Linked DNA regions of Mus musculus: regions 2 and 3 are each linked to region 1. The links are chromatin contacts, called in public HiChIP or PLAC-seq maps. All regions are on one chromosome and are shown on one strand. Each heading gives the region's core, a stretch centred on a gene start, on an enhancer-like site or on the middle of the called end of the contact. The rest is flanking DNA. Distances are from core to core; before and after follow the strand shown.

The links. HiChIP or PLAC-seq counts read pairs in DNA pulled down with a chosen protein or histone mark.
Region 2: an H3K27ac HiChIP or PLAC-seq map of large pre-B cells shows a contact between it and region 1, with 8 times the contacts expected there. The contact joins the promoter of Efcab11 here to the enhancer-like site in region 1. A contact is called at or near these places in 1 of 39 promoter capture datasets (neutrophils), 1 of 484 Hi-C or Micro-C datasets (bone marrow-derived macrophages), 13 of 115 datasets of contacts at active chromatin or transcription factors (the NIH/3T3 cell line, bone marrow-derived macrophages, embryonic basal ganglia and 9 more) and 3 of 9 other capture datasets (adipose tissue, embryonic stem cells and macrophages).
Region 3: a contact with region 1 is called in an H3K27ac HiChIP or PLAC-seq map of large pre-B cells, with 6 times the contacts expected there. The contact joins two enhancer-like sites. A contact is called at or near these places in 4 of 115 datasets of contacts at active chromatin or transcription factors (embryonic limb bud, large pre-B cells, microglia and 1 more) and 1 of 9 other capture datasets (embryonic stem cells).

What each region holds. Positions count from the first base shown.
Region 1 is chr12:99,118,123-99,121,935 of GRCm38.p6, reverse strand. No RefSeq gene overlaps it. Among named protein-coding and RNA genes, the nearest start is that of 4930474N09Rik, 43 kb to the left of the region's middle. Within about 2 kb of position 1,840, at least 8 of the 459 cell types and tissues checked have an H3K27ac peak or open chromatin away from gene starts, as enhancers often do.
Region 2 is chr12:99,881,108-99,884,991 of GRCm38.p6, reverse strand. It overlaps Efcab11 (EF-hand calcium binding domain 11), which reads left to right and starts at 1,550. Exons shown (of 6, transcript NM_030172.2): 1 at 1,550-1,710; 2 at 2,135-2,230. The coding sequence starts at 1,636. It overlaps Tdp1 (tyrosyl-DNA phosphodiesterase 1), which reads right to left and starts at 474. Exons shown (of 16, transcript NM_028354.5): 1 at 440-474.
Region 3 is chr12:100,097,399-100,100,804 of GRCm38.p6, reverse strand. No RefSeq gene overlaps it. Among named protein-coding and RNA genes, the nearest start is that of Psmc1, 11 kb to the left of the region's middle. Within about 2 kb of position 1,579, at least 33 of the 459 cell types and tissues checked have an H3K27ac peak or open chromatin away from gene starts, as enhancers often do.

The sequences.
Region 1 (3,813 bases), core at 591-3,090:
TAAAAAGTCTTCCATTTTCTGCTTTTTATTTTATGTATGTGAGTGTTCGCCTGCACATATGTCTGTCTGTGCACCAGCATGTTTGTCTGGTACCCGCGGAGGCCAGAAGAGAGTGTAGATGCAGATGCTCTGGGATTGGAGCTATAGATGGTTGTGAGCAGTTATGTGGTTGCTGGGAACCGAACCTGGGTCCTCTTCAAGAACAACAACCATTTAGGCTTCTCTCCACTTTTTTATTATGATTTTCAAGTAAAGGAATATTAATAAATGCCTCCCTTGGGCACAGTTCTTATTGGTGTGTGAATTAAAAGTAGGGGGCAGAGAGATGGCTGGAGGTTTGAGAGGCCTTGATGCTCTTGTAGAGAACCCAGGCTCAGTTCCCAGCATCGTATGGATGATTATAATCATCATCAACTCCAGTTCCAGGGCATCACGAGCCCTCTTCTGATCTCCATGGTCACCGGGTACATACATACTTCACTTAACCACCCGTAGGCAAAACATTCAGATTCACAAAATAGAAGTAAATAATCTGGTTGTTTTGTTTTGTTTTTTGCTTAAGAGCCTGGAAAGCTAACATTGGGTCAGGATGTAGCTCAGTTGGTGGAGTACTTGCCCAGTCTGCACAAAGTCTTGTATTTGATATTGCATACAATGGGCTGTCGGGACACATGCCTGAATCCCAGCTGGCTTAGCGAAGGGAGCAGCAGGCGCTCACTGATTGCCGGGGTGGGCTAGCATTTGGTAATTGGCCATTAGTCATGAATGTGGTTATTATAGTCTTGGATAAAACACACATTTGTCTTTTTTTTTATTGTTTTGATGTGTTTGTGTATGCATGTGTGTGTGTGTGTGTACGCACATGTGCAGGTGCACATACATGCATACGTGTGTGTACAGGCCAGTGGTAGACATCAGATGTCTTCAGTTGCTCTCCACCTTATATTTTGAGATAGTATCTGTCCCCAAACCTGGCGCTTACCCGTTTGTTAAGACTGCTGTCCTGCAAGTTCTCAGAATCTTCTTGCTGCTGCCTCCCCCGGAACTAAAAGTGGCAGGCACATGCTGCAACATCTGGCTTTACCATGGGCCCTGGAGATTAGGTTCTCCTGCCCACATGACAAGCTTCACCAGCTGAGCTACCCCCCAACCTGAACAAAATATTTTAAATGGCTCACGTGTCTACTCACAGAGATGAACAGAGTGATCCAAAGGCAGAGGGAGTCAAGGAAGGCACAGTAAAGATAAAGAAGGCAAGCCTTTCTCCCCATCAGTGCTCCCGCAGTAGCTGTGGGCTCTCAGAATGAATCTTCATTGGTACCGATAGCCGTCTTCAACTTTTCGCAAAGGAATCCAGACACCAGTTATCAGAGCTCACACATCAGAGGTGTTTGTTTCAGGAAGCTGGTAGAAAGCTAAGATTGTGCTGCTCAGCCATGTGTCCTCCAAAATTGATTTTCTAAAGTCTGCTAAGAACAAGGGAGGCATGGAGGCGTATTTAGGCTCTTTTGGGTATCAATTCCCCCTTCCCTGCTGGTTTTTGTTTGGCATTTGTTCAGCCATGTCAAACCCCACAAGCCACAGTAATAAGGGGCTCTTGGTCTATACACATCTTGGCCTTGTGGCATAATCTGGCGTTTTAATGTCCAAGCATGTTTTTAGTGGGCCACGGGGCTACGGGGCCATGGGTTAAAGGCTCAGTGCTTGCGGTCTGTCTCTTTGTTGTGATCCTTACCTGTTTCAGGATGGCTGGCCTTTCCTCCCAGTTTATGCTGTCCTGACCTTTTGCCCAGAAGGAGCACAAGTACTCTGATGTTGGTGGGTAGGCGGGCTCAGTCTGGCCTGAGGTACCCGTAATAAGTATCATCCGGAAACTTCTTAGAAACCGAGTCCTGCCCCAACTCAGTCTTGGGAAGTCACGAGCTCTTAGGTAGAACCAGAAAGTCTGTTTTTCCCAGATGCAGGGAACTCTGAAGTTCAGGGAATTCTGAGGATCAACAGGATAGAAGATCTGTCTCATGACCACCTAAAAAGGCAAGCTAGGGCGGCCGCAGGCAGCCACTGAGTCGGAACATTTGCTTTTGTCCTTTGAGAAAAGGACCTCTGTTTGAGGACAAAGCTGGAAATGGACTCTCATTGCTTCTATTCTACGGGAGTCAGAGCATTGACTCAGCATGCCCCACCTCCCCTTTTGCTCCTTCCTTCCTCTCCCTCCCCCTCCCTCCCTCTCCCTCTCCTTCTACCCCTCCTTACCTCTCTCTTTCCCTCTCTCCCTTGTGTATGTGGTGTGTATATGTATATTTTCTTAAGCACTTACAAGACCGGAGTTTCTTGGCTGAGCCTATATTTTTTTCCTTTTGTGACTTCTCAGTTCACTGGGATGTGTTTTTTCTACCGACTTATAGACTTTAATAAAGTTGCCAGTTTATATATTTCCAAACTACTGCAAAATTTTACAATTTTATTTGTCTCTACCTTTTCTTTTGCGTTGTTTGGAGCAGCCTCTGTAGCATGCACATTTTATATTTTATGTAGATAAATGGTTGACCTTTAGTGTGCTTCAATTTTATGCTTAGGAAAGCCATCCCTGTCACTTAAAAAAGCAAACAACTATTCTACTGTAATTATTTTCTGTTTTTATTTGATACTTTTTAAAGTCTTAGGTCTTTGCCTGGAGTATGGGTAATGTGTATTTTCCTCAAATAGATAATCAACTTCCCAAGTTTTAAAAACATGTAATCAATCTTAGCCTCTTTTCCTGTTTCTACAGTAACGTCATATTCTGATCAAAGCAACTTGAGGGAGGGAGGGTTTATTTTAGCTCACAGTTCAAGACATAATCCATCTTGTCTGGGAAATTGTCTCTGCTATCTGCTTGCCGGCGCCATTTTACACAGTTCAGAATCCCCTGCCCAGGGATGGTTCCACCCACAACTAAGATGGCTCTCTCTGCATCAGCATCCTCCCCCATAGTCTCCCAGGTGACTCCAGAGTTTGTCAAGTCGACAGTTAACATTAGCTCTCCCGGAGCCTAGGAAAACGGTTGTGTAATGTGTGTTCACCAACAGCCTTCCTCTACTCACGTTAAACACCGTCCTTGTCATATCCTGAGTTCTAGACTCCACCTCACCCTCCAGAGCCATCATTTCTCCAACAATATTCTACCTTTTGTATACTTTCCTATAGGTTTAGGTGTCTGGTAGGGTTTCTTAAAAAACTGGGTTGTCTTGTGCATTTATTTTGCCAGATGGATCAGCTTTTGAAATTCCATAACAATTGATTTAAACACTGGCAGCTTGGTGGGAGAGAACCAGATACTGTGACGAATTTGAATCCAAAAGCAGACCTTAGAGCGCCCTCTATTTGTTCACTCCTCCTGAGCAAGTGATAATCTTCCCTGGAAAAATCTTACGCATATTCATTTGCTACCATTAGGTATTTAAAAATACTTTCCATTGCTAGTCTGATTGTTGCTAATAGGCATCTCATCAATTAGTGCGAGAGTAAAGGAGAGCTATGATCCTAAAGGGAAGCCAATCGTCTTGTATCCTGCTTATTTCTGATATTATTTGTGAGTTTTTGGTTGACTGCATTAGATTTTCTAGGTAGACCATCAGATCCGTATTATTTTTCTGCATGTAGCTGAAAACTAGATTCTGAACCAATTTTACTCTTTTAAACTTCCATTTTTAGAGTCTAATTTTATCTTTATTAATTACGTCCTTAAACTTTCCTTAGATGTACTCCATTCTCGTTTGTGAGTTCTGGAGTTCAGTGACAGTTCAGTAATTTGTTTGCAATTTTTAAATTACA
Region 2 (3,884 bases), core at 301-2,800, 760 kb before region 1:
CGATGGTCAAGGAGCAGTAATTTGGGGGTACAGTAAGCAAATCGTAAAGCTGCCAACGTTCCCCGAGCGCTCAGCTCTGCCCAGACACAATTCCAAGCGTACAGACTCATTTCAACCTCAAGACAGCCCAATATCACGGCGGTGTCCCTGGTGTGGAGCGTGGTCCACGGAGGGAGCGAAGGCCAGCGGCTCTGCAGCGCGTCCCAAGGGTTAGGAGCGCAGGGTCCGGGGCTCCCGGGACTCAGAGCGGAGGAACCCTGCCCAAGGACCCCGGCCTCGCCGCTCTCCTCGCGGTCCTCACCGAGCCCTGCTGGCCTTCCACTACCACATCTGATGGCAGCGGCCATCGCGCCGCCATGAGGAGGGCGGGCGCAGAGTTACCGCCGCCGCTGCCGCCAGAGCCCGCCCCGAGCCGGCGCCCGCAGCGGCAGACACCTACCTGACCCGCCAGGCCGCCGCCGCCGCCGCCGAGACTCCGCCCCGCGGCGCGCCCGCGCATGCGCGCAGTTCAAACTCGCCGGCGCCGCCGCCTAGCTAGCCAGCCGCTTCCCCTTCCGGAAGCCCCCCACTGGGTCCTAAAGACAGCCTCATTTGCCTGAGACCAAGAGGACCAGAAAAGAGCCGAATGAACGCCTCACTCTCTGCTAGTTTCCTGTTGAAAGAAGAGAGAAACAGAAAGCTGTGGTAGCTTCTCTCTCGAGGTTAATTTGCAAACAACGACTCCATTCTGGGGATGCTTTTAGGCAGCTTCAGGCTCTCAAGGCTAAGACAGCGGCGTGCTCTGGGAGATGGGTGAGCGGTAGAAAAAGACAGCTGCTTCAGACTTTAAAATCGACTGCTAGATAAAAAGTTAAATGAGCTCCCATCAGACTCAGAACCTCCTTTGAAGGTTTCTCCTTTGAAACGGTCATGTTCTTGTCAATCTCACTGATTTGCCAGAAGGGTAGAGGGTATTCCTCATCTTCTATAAAGATGTCTGGTATGGGATTCTTGTGCTGTTCCTTAAGTCAGCCTCACGTCAGGCATCGCCTTCCGGGGGGTTGAATAATCAATTCTGTGTAAACATTCAAAAAAACGGGACATTCCGTTTAATTGTCCTAGACACAGTGTTACGTGCCAGGGTTACCAAGAGGGCGAAAATAAACATAGTAGCTGCTCTGCGAAGGCCGTCCAAAGACTTGCAGTTTAAAAATGAATCTTGGTGTTCACTCATTATTTGTGTTTGTGTGCTTTTTTTTTCACATTCTTCGTGTGTCTCCTGCCAAATCTAGCAATGACACGGGTCAGAATAATCAAAAAGAGTTTATTGTAAATTTGGGAGAGAGCCTGAAAGCAATCAAAACGAGTTAAGAGAGCCCAGAGGTACCAGACCTCCCTTAAGACAAGAAAAATCGAGTAGGGGCGGGGCCAAGGTCTGGGAGCGGGCCTTGAGGCCCCGCCCCATCGTTAAACAGCGCCTTTAACCAATGACAGTACGAAATCAACGCCAGTGGCTCGGAGACTGACCAATGGGAGGAGACGTTGGAGTTGCGCGGCGAAGTTGAGTCCCAGCGGTGGTGGGCGAGGCCGCAGTGGCTGGTCTGTGTTCTCGCTGCAGCGGAGGAGACGCCTGGCTTGGTCTCCGTGTCGGTGGCGATGTTCTTGTCAGAGGCAGGCGCAAGGCCCCGAGCAGGCGAAGCCAGCGCCTCAGAACGCAGGAAATGGGTGAAAGTAGGTGTGGGAGCGCGACCCGAGTTCAGACTTAAGCCTGACCAGGGCCACTTCTGTCACCCCTCTTGGTTCTGGCATTGCTGCAGGACTCTGATCACTTCCCCGCCCACCACACTGTCCACGGATAATCACCTCGACCTCCTATCCGTCCCATCACCTTCCCAATCCCAGGACTGAGCTTTCGAGTACAGTTTATTCCAGCGGTTTAGAGGAATGGATTTGTCAGCCCCTTAAACTTGGTCAAGTTCCTTAAACTTTGGGGAGAGGGGACAGAGGGAAATCTTTAACTCGGCGGTTATATTGCTTGAGAATTAAAACTAGAGTACTGAAACTGCATTTTGAAAGCTCCACAACCAGGTTGAGTTTAAGATGTCTGTGTTTCTGGTTTCTGGCTTACTAACTGTAGATGTTTAATATTCCTTAGGTATTTAAAGCATGCGATGAAGACAACAAAGGCTACCTAAGCCGAGAGGACTTTAAGGTTGCGATTGTAATGCTGTTTGGGTACAAACCCTCCAAGGTTAGAACGTTTCCTCTCTTCCCCTCGTCTCCTTCTCTCTCCCTTCCTCTTCTCCCTTCTTTAGATGGGGCGGATAATGCTGTAGAAATGAATCCTAAGAAAACTGGCCAGGAATACTTTCTGATACCTGTAGAGCAAATCTCTGATTTATAAGCCTAAAATGCCTCCACCACCTAATTCCCCGCAAACCCCTCCCCCCTTTAAAGGCCCAAACAGGTGCAAACTAGGTATCTATGCCAGTAGAGGCAACAAACATCTCCACGAGTATTTATAAGAAATATAGGGTGGTAGAGAGTGGGAGTCTGGGAGGGGAAGGTGGTCTTGTAAGAGGAAGAATCCACCGGCTAGCTGATACGTATAGTAAAGTTTCTGGGTGGCTTTATTTAATTGGTAAAAGTAATATGTTCATACAGTCCACAAGATCCCTTCTCTTTACGCTAGACTGGGGTCCCACTTATCAGGGGTTAACCAGTTTCTTCTGTATTGTTCTACATACAGGTATAGGCACAATCTTCTACAGAAGTTCCACACTGTTTTATCTTAACATCCATTTTCCACTTAGCAACAAACCCAAAGCAAACCACATTACCATCTTAAAATACAGTTGTACAATATTCTCTTTAGCCAGTTTACCCTTTGTTGTTGTTTGGATTAACCTGCAAGCATTGTCTCAGTGATCATCATGTTACATCTACATACACCCATAGATCATGCCTTTTGTGGAATACATGCGCACATGTGCCTCTGGGTGTGTATGTGAGTGTGAATAAATCATGGATATGTAATTGCTGTACTTGGGAGCATTTGATAGATCAGGAATTCAAGGTCAATTTGGACTACACAATGAGACAACATTTTAGAACAATGACAAAGAAATGAAGATACCAAAATTCTTGGAAATATAATTGCTAAGTCTAAGGATGTACACATTTGACTTTAATTATCTTTCTTTTTTTCTTTTTTTAGAGAGGTAGGTAGGTAGGTAGGTAGGTAGATAGATAGATAGATAGATAGATAGGCAGGCAGGCAGGCAGGCAGGCAGGCAGGCAGGCAGGCAGGCAGGCAGGCAGGCAGGCAGGCAGGCAGATTGTGGCCCAGTGAGCTTCCTTAGGGTGGTTTACAGAAGGTGGGCACCTTATAGCCCCTCTGCCTTCCTTGGCAGGGTTTTGACAGGCCAAGTCTTGTACAGGTAATCACAGCTGTTGTGAATTCAATGGTGCAGAAACCATATGGTGCTCAGAAGCCAGCACTGCGTGTCACTACCCCCACTTCCTCTGATTCTTACTCTTTCCACCCTGTTTCTTCCACACGTTCCCTGAGTTCCACAAGTACACCCTGTGGAGGGTGGACTTGAAATACTCTGGCTGTTAGTTTCCCGAAAAGGCTGCACACCTCCTCAGTAATTAGACCACAGCTGAGCCCCAGTGAACCTTCTATTTTAGTATGATAGTTTCCTATTTACCCCTGTCTCTGTGCTGTTCTGCTTGCCTGTTATAAGCAGTTTAGAGACAGATCCATTCTTGTTAAGCTGCCGGACTGGAACTAATCAGAGTCAAGGCACTGTCCAAATACAAAAGAGTAAACCACAACCATCAAGCAGAAGTAGCACTCAAGTCTGCTTGGAATTCCCCCAAACTCCTCTCCCCAGAACTCA
Region 3 (3,406 bases), core at 330-2,829, 980 kb before region 1:
CCCAGAAGACATCAGCTGTGTGTCCAGGGAAGTCCTTGCGGAGGTAGGATTAGGTGTGATGTGTAAACAGGAATGTTCCCCAAATGTCAAAACGTGCCACTTTGGCTGTCTTGGCAAAGCCTTCTTGACAGATTAATCTCCCTGGGGGAACCTCAGCAAGCAGCAAGTCCCTGTGGCATTTTAACAGCTGAGACACCAGCTGCGTCACAGATTCCAGCCAGCAGGGATGGAGCCATCTATGGAATGCTGCTGGTGTATGCAGAGTAGAGGCCTATATTCGGGCGTGTCTTTGGGCCCTCCCCCAGGCAGAGCACTGGTGTTGATGAGGTCTGGGTCTGCCAAAGGAGAGAAAAAGCTTATCTTCAGCTGAGCCTGATCTGCCTCAGCCCTTTCTCAGCCACAGCCTCATCAGCTTATTGCTCTTGTTGCCTTTGAGGCTTGAGGCTTGGTACTCTATTTAGTGGTACTGTATGCAGTGGTACTGTATGCACTGGTACTACATGCACTGGTACTGTATGCAGTGGTACTCCATGCAGTGGCAATATATGCACTGGTACTATATGCAGTGGTACTACATGCAGTGGCACTATGTGCAGTGGTACTGTATGCAGTGGTACTCCTGCAGTGGAACTCCATGCAGTGGCACTATGTGCAGTGGCAATACATGCAGTGGTACTCCTGCAGTGATACTACATGCAGTGGAACTACATGCACTGGTACTACATACAGTGGTACTACATACAGTGGTACTACATACAGTGGTATTACATGCACTGGTATATGCAGTGGTACTACATTCACTGGTACTATGTGCAGTGCTACTATATGCAGTGGTTCTACATGCAGTGGTACTATGTGCAGTAGTACTGTATGCAGTGGTACTCCTGCAGTGGTACTACATGCAGTGTTATTATAGCAAAACAGACAGAAGTGCTATAGCTCAGTGATAGAATACTTGTCTAATATGTATGAGGCTCCAAGTTCAATCTCAACATTGCAACAAATTTCCAAGGATTCCTTTCTTTGTATCCAGGTCTTAAAATGACTTTTAGTCACTTGGAGCCATGGCAGGACCTAGACTCACAGGAGGGAAGATTGAGCCTCCATGGGGCTTAGGGAGTGATTCTAGGACTCTGAGGGTAGATATGTATCTCTGGGGCTCATCTGGTTGTCACAACACATTTATTGAGCATTTATTGTGTGCACAGTAGTCTGGTTCGAGAGTTAGAAGACCTAGCCCTGACATTCAGGGGCAGATAGCTGGTGCCACCTCTGGGGTCCCAAATACCAAGTAGGGGTGACAGTGCTGAAGGTGACAACAATAGCTTCTATTTGATAAGTGGGTCCAAGCTGGCCAGGCTCTATGCTGTGCTTTCCTGTTCTACTGCACATAACAATGATGTCATAGAGAGCCAAGCTGTGGCATCACAGAAAAGAAGAAAAGCAAGCCTCAGAGAGTGCACTGGGTGGGAAGATGTCTCCTCACAGCGAAGAGGGAAGCGGCTCAGTCACTAGACTGCTGGATACATAGGCAGGAAGTCCACATTTCCATGCCCCAGAACCCACATAAAGAAGTACCACGCATGGCAGCACACACCTGTGATCCCTGTTCTGGGGTTGGGTGGGAGTGGGGCTGGTAGGCAGGATCATGGGGCTGAGAGATCCTGTCTCAAAATTAAGGTGGATAGTGATAGAGGAGGAGACCCAGCCAGGACTTTGATTCTCACATTATGGGCATGTGTGTGTGTGTGTGTGTGTGTGTGTGTGTGTGTCTGTGTGTGTGTCTGTGTATGTCTGTGTGTGTGTGTGTGCATGTGTGCACAGACCCTCACATGCACCACCCATCCAGCTATATAAACATATGGTCTCCCCCATCCCCCCAAATGAATAAATGTCAGAATGTGATCTCATTTGGAAACAGGGTCATATTAGACTTTATTCGTTCAGCTGGGTGGGTTAATATGGAGTTATCACCGGGAAGACCGATCCTTTATCCCTACGTGATGGGCGTTTTTAAGGAAGACTTCTGTTTCCCAAACTGAGGCAGACTATTGTAAGCCACCCCGACGGGGGGTGGGGGTGGGGGGTGGGGTGGGGGGGAGGGGGATGGTTTGTAGCAGAAGTTTTATGAAACAAACCAAAGAGCATATGTAAGTTGCCCAGGTCACTCAGCAAGGAAACGGGGCCCTTGGGATTCTCAAGCAAGCTCTGATCTCACTCTTTTATCTCATCACTGAGAGATGACTGGACGCTCAGTGAGCCAGTTGTGTTAGTCAGTGTGGGAGCCGAGCAGGAGCTGAAGTGGCGCTGGCTCTATTATTACATTGAGGTAATTAATTATATGTCGTCGTCGTCGTCGATGCTGCTCTCCCTGCTCTGCGTACCTCCCTAGGTTGATGTGGAGATCAGCGAGATAATGAACATCTTGTTCTCTTCCAAGACCCAGACAACTGCAAATTACATTATCATTACCAGCATCACCAGAAGCAATGAAATAAAGAAAAACACAGCTAATATTTTTCTTACACCCACTGCTGTGTGTTTGTCAAAGGCGATAATAGTTCATCCTGGTGGGGTGGGGGGAAGAGGAAGCCAACCACTGTGATGTCCCAGGAACTGTGACTTGTCAATGTCACCCATTGCTGCCTGGTCCAGGGAAGAGGAGAGGAATGAACCTGGATTTTCATTCTTCCCGCACCCATCCTATAGCCACGTGGTTTCTATGGCCCCACCTTCCTCCGGCTGGGTCCAGTCTGGTGCAGTTGCCACCAGCAGCTTCCAGCCCTTGAGCTTTTCAGTGCACATGGTGGTTGCCTTTGAGGTTTGGAGCTGTTTGTGATGTAGCAAAAAAAAAAGAGCAAACTGTCCCAAATGTCTAAGGACTCTTCCATCAATATCCAGGTCTGCAAATGATGCTACGGTCACCTGGATCCACAAATCCAGGGAGACCCAGGACAGCTGTCCCCTCGAGCATCCAAAGGGACTTGAAACAATGGTCACATGAGTGGCATCTAATGACTGGGAGACCCTTGGAACTCTCTGGGTCTGATTTTTCATCTGTAAAATGGGACTAAGAATATGATTGGAGGTTACTTTGAGCCTAGTATGGTGGCACAAGTTGTTATACCAACATTGAGGAGGCCAAGGGAAGAAGATGAGGTCTGGACCAGTCTGATCTGTGCAGTGGGACTCTTGTCGCAAAAAGAAACAAGTGAGGTTGCTTTGAACATCAAATGAAGGCAAAGTACATCTCAGTATCTGGCATGCAGGACACCCTAATACTTGTTGGCTCCTTAGTAAGTGGAATGGTTGGAGACCCGTCACTGGTTGAACACAAGCACCTGAGCATGGGCGTATCTTCTTGGTTCCTATCACAAAGGCTGAGAGTGAAGGAAGGCTGTTTGCA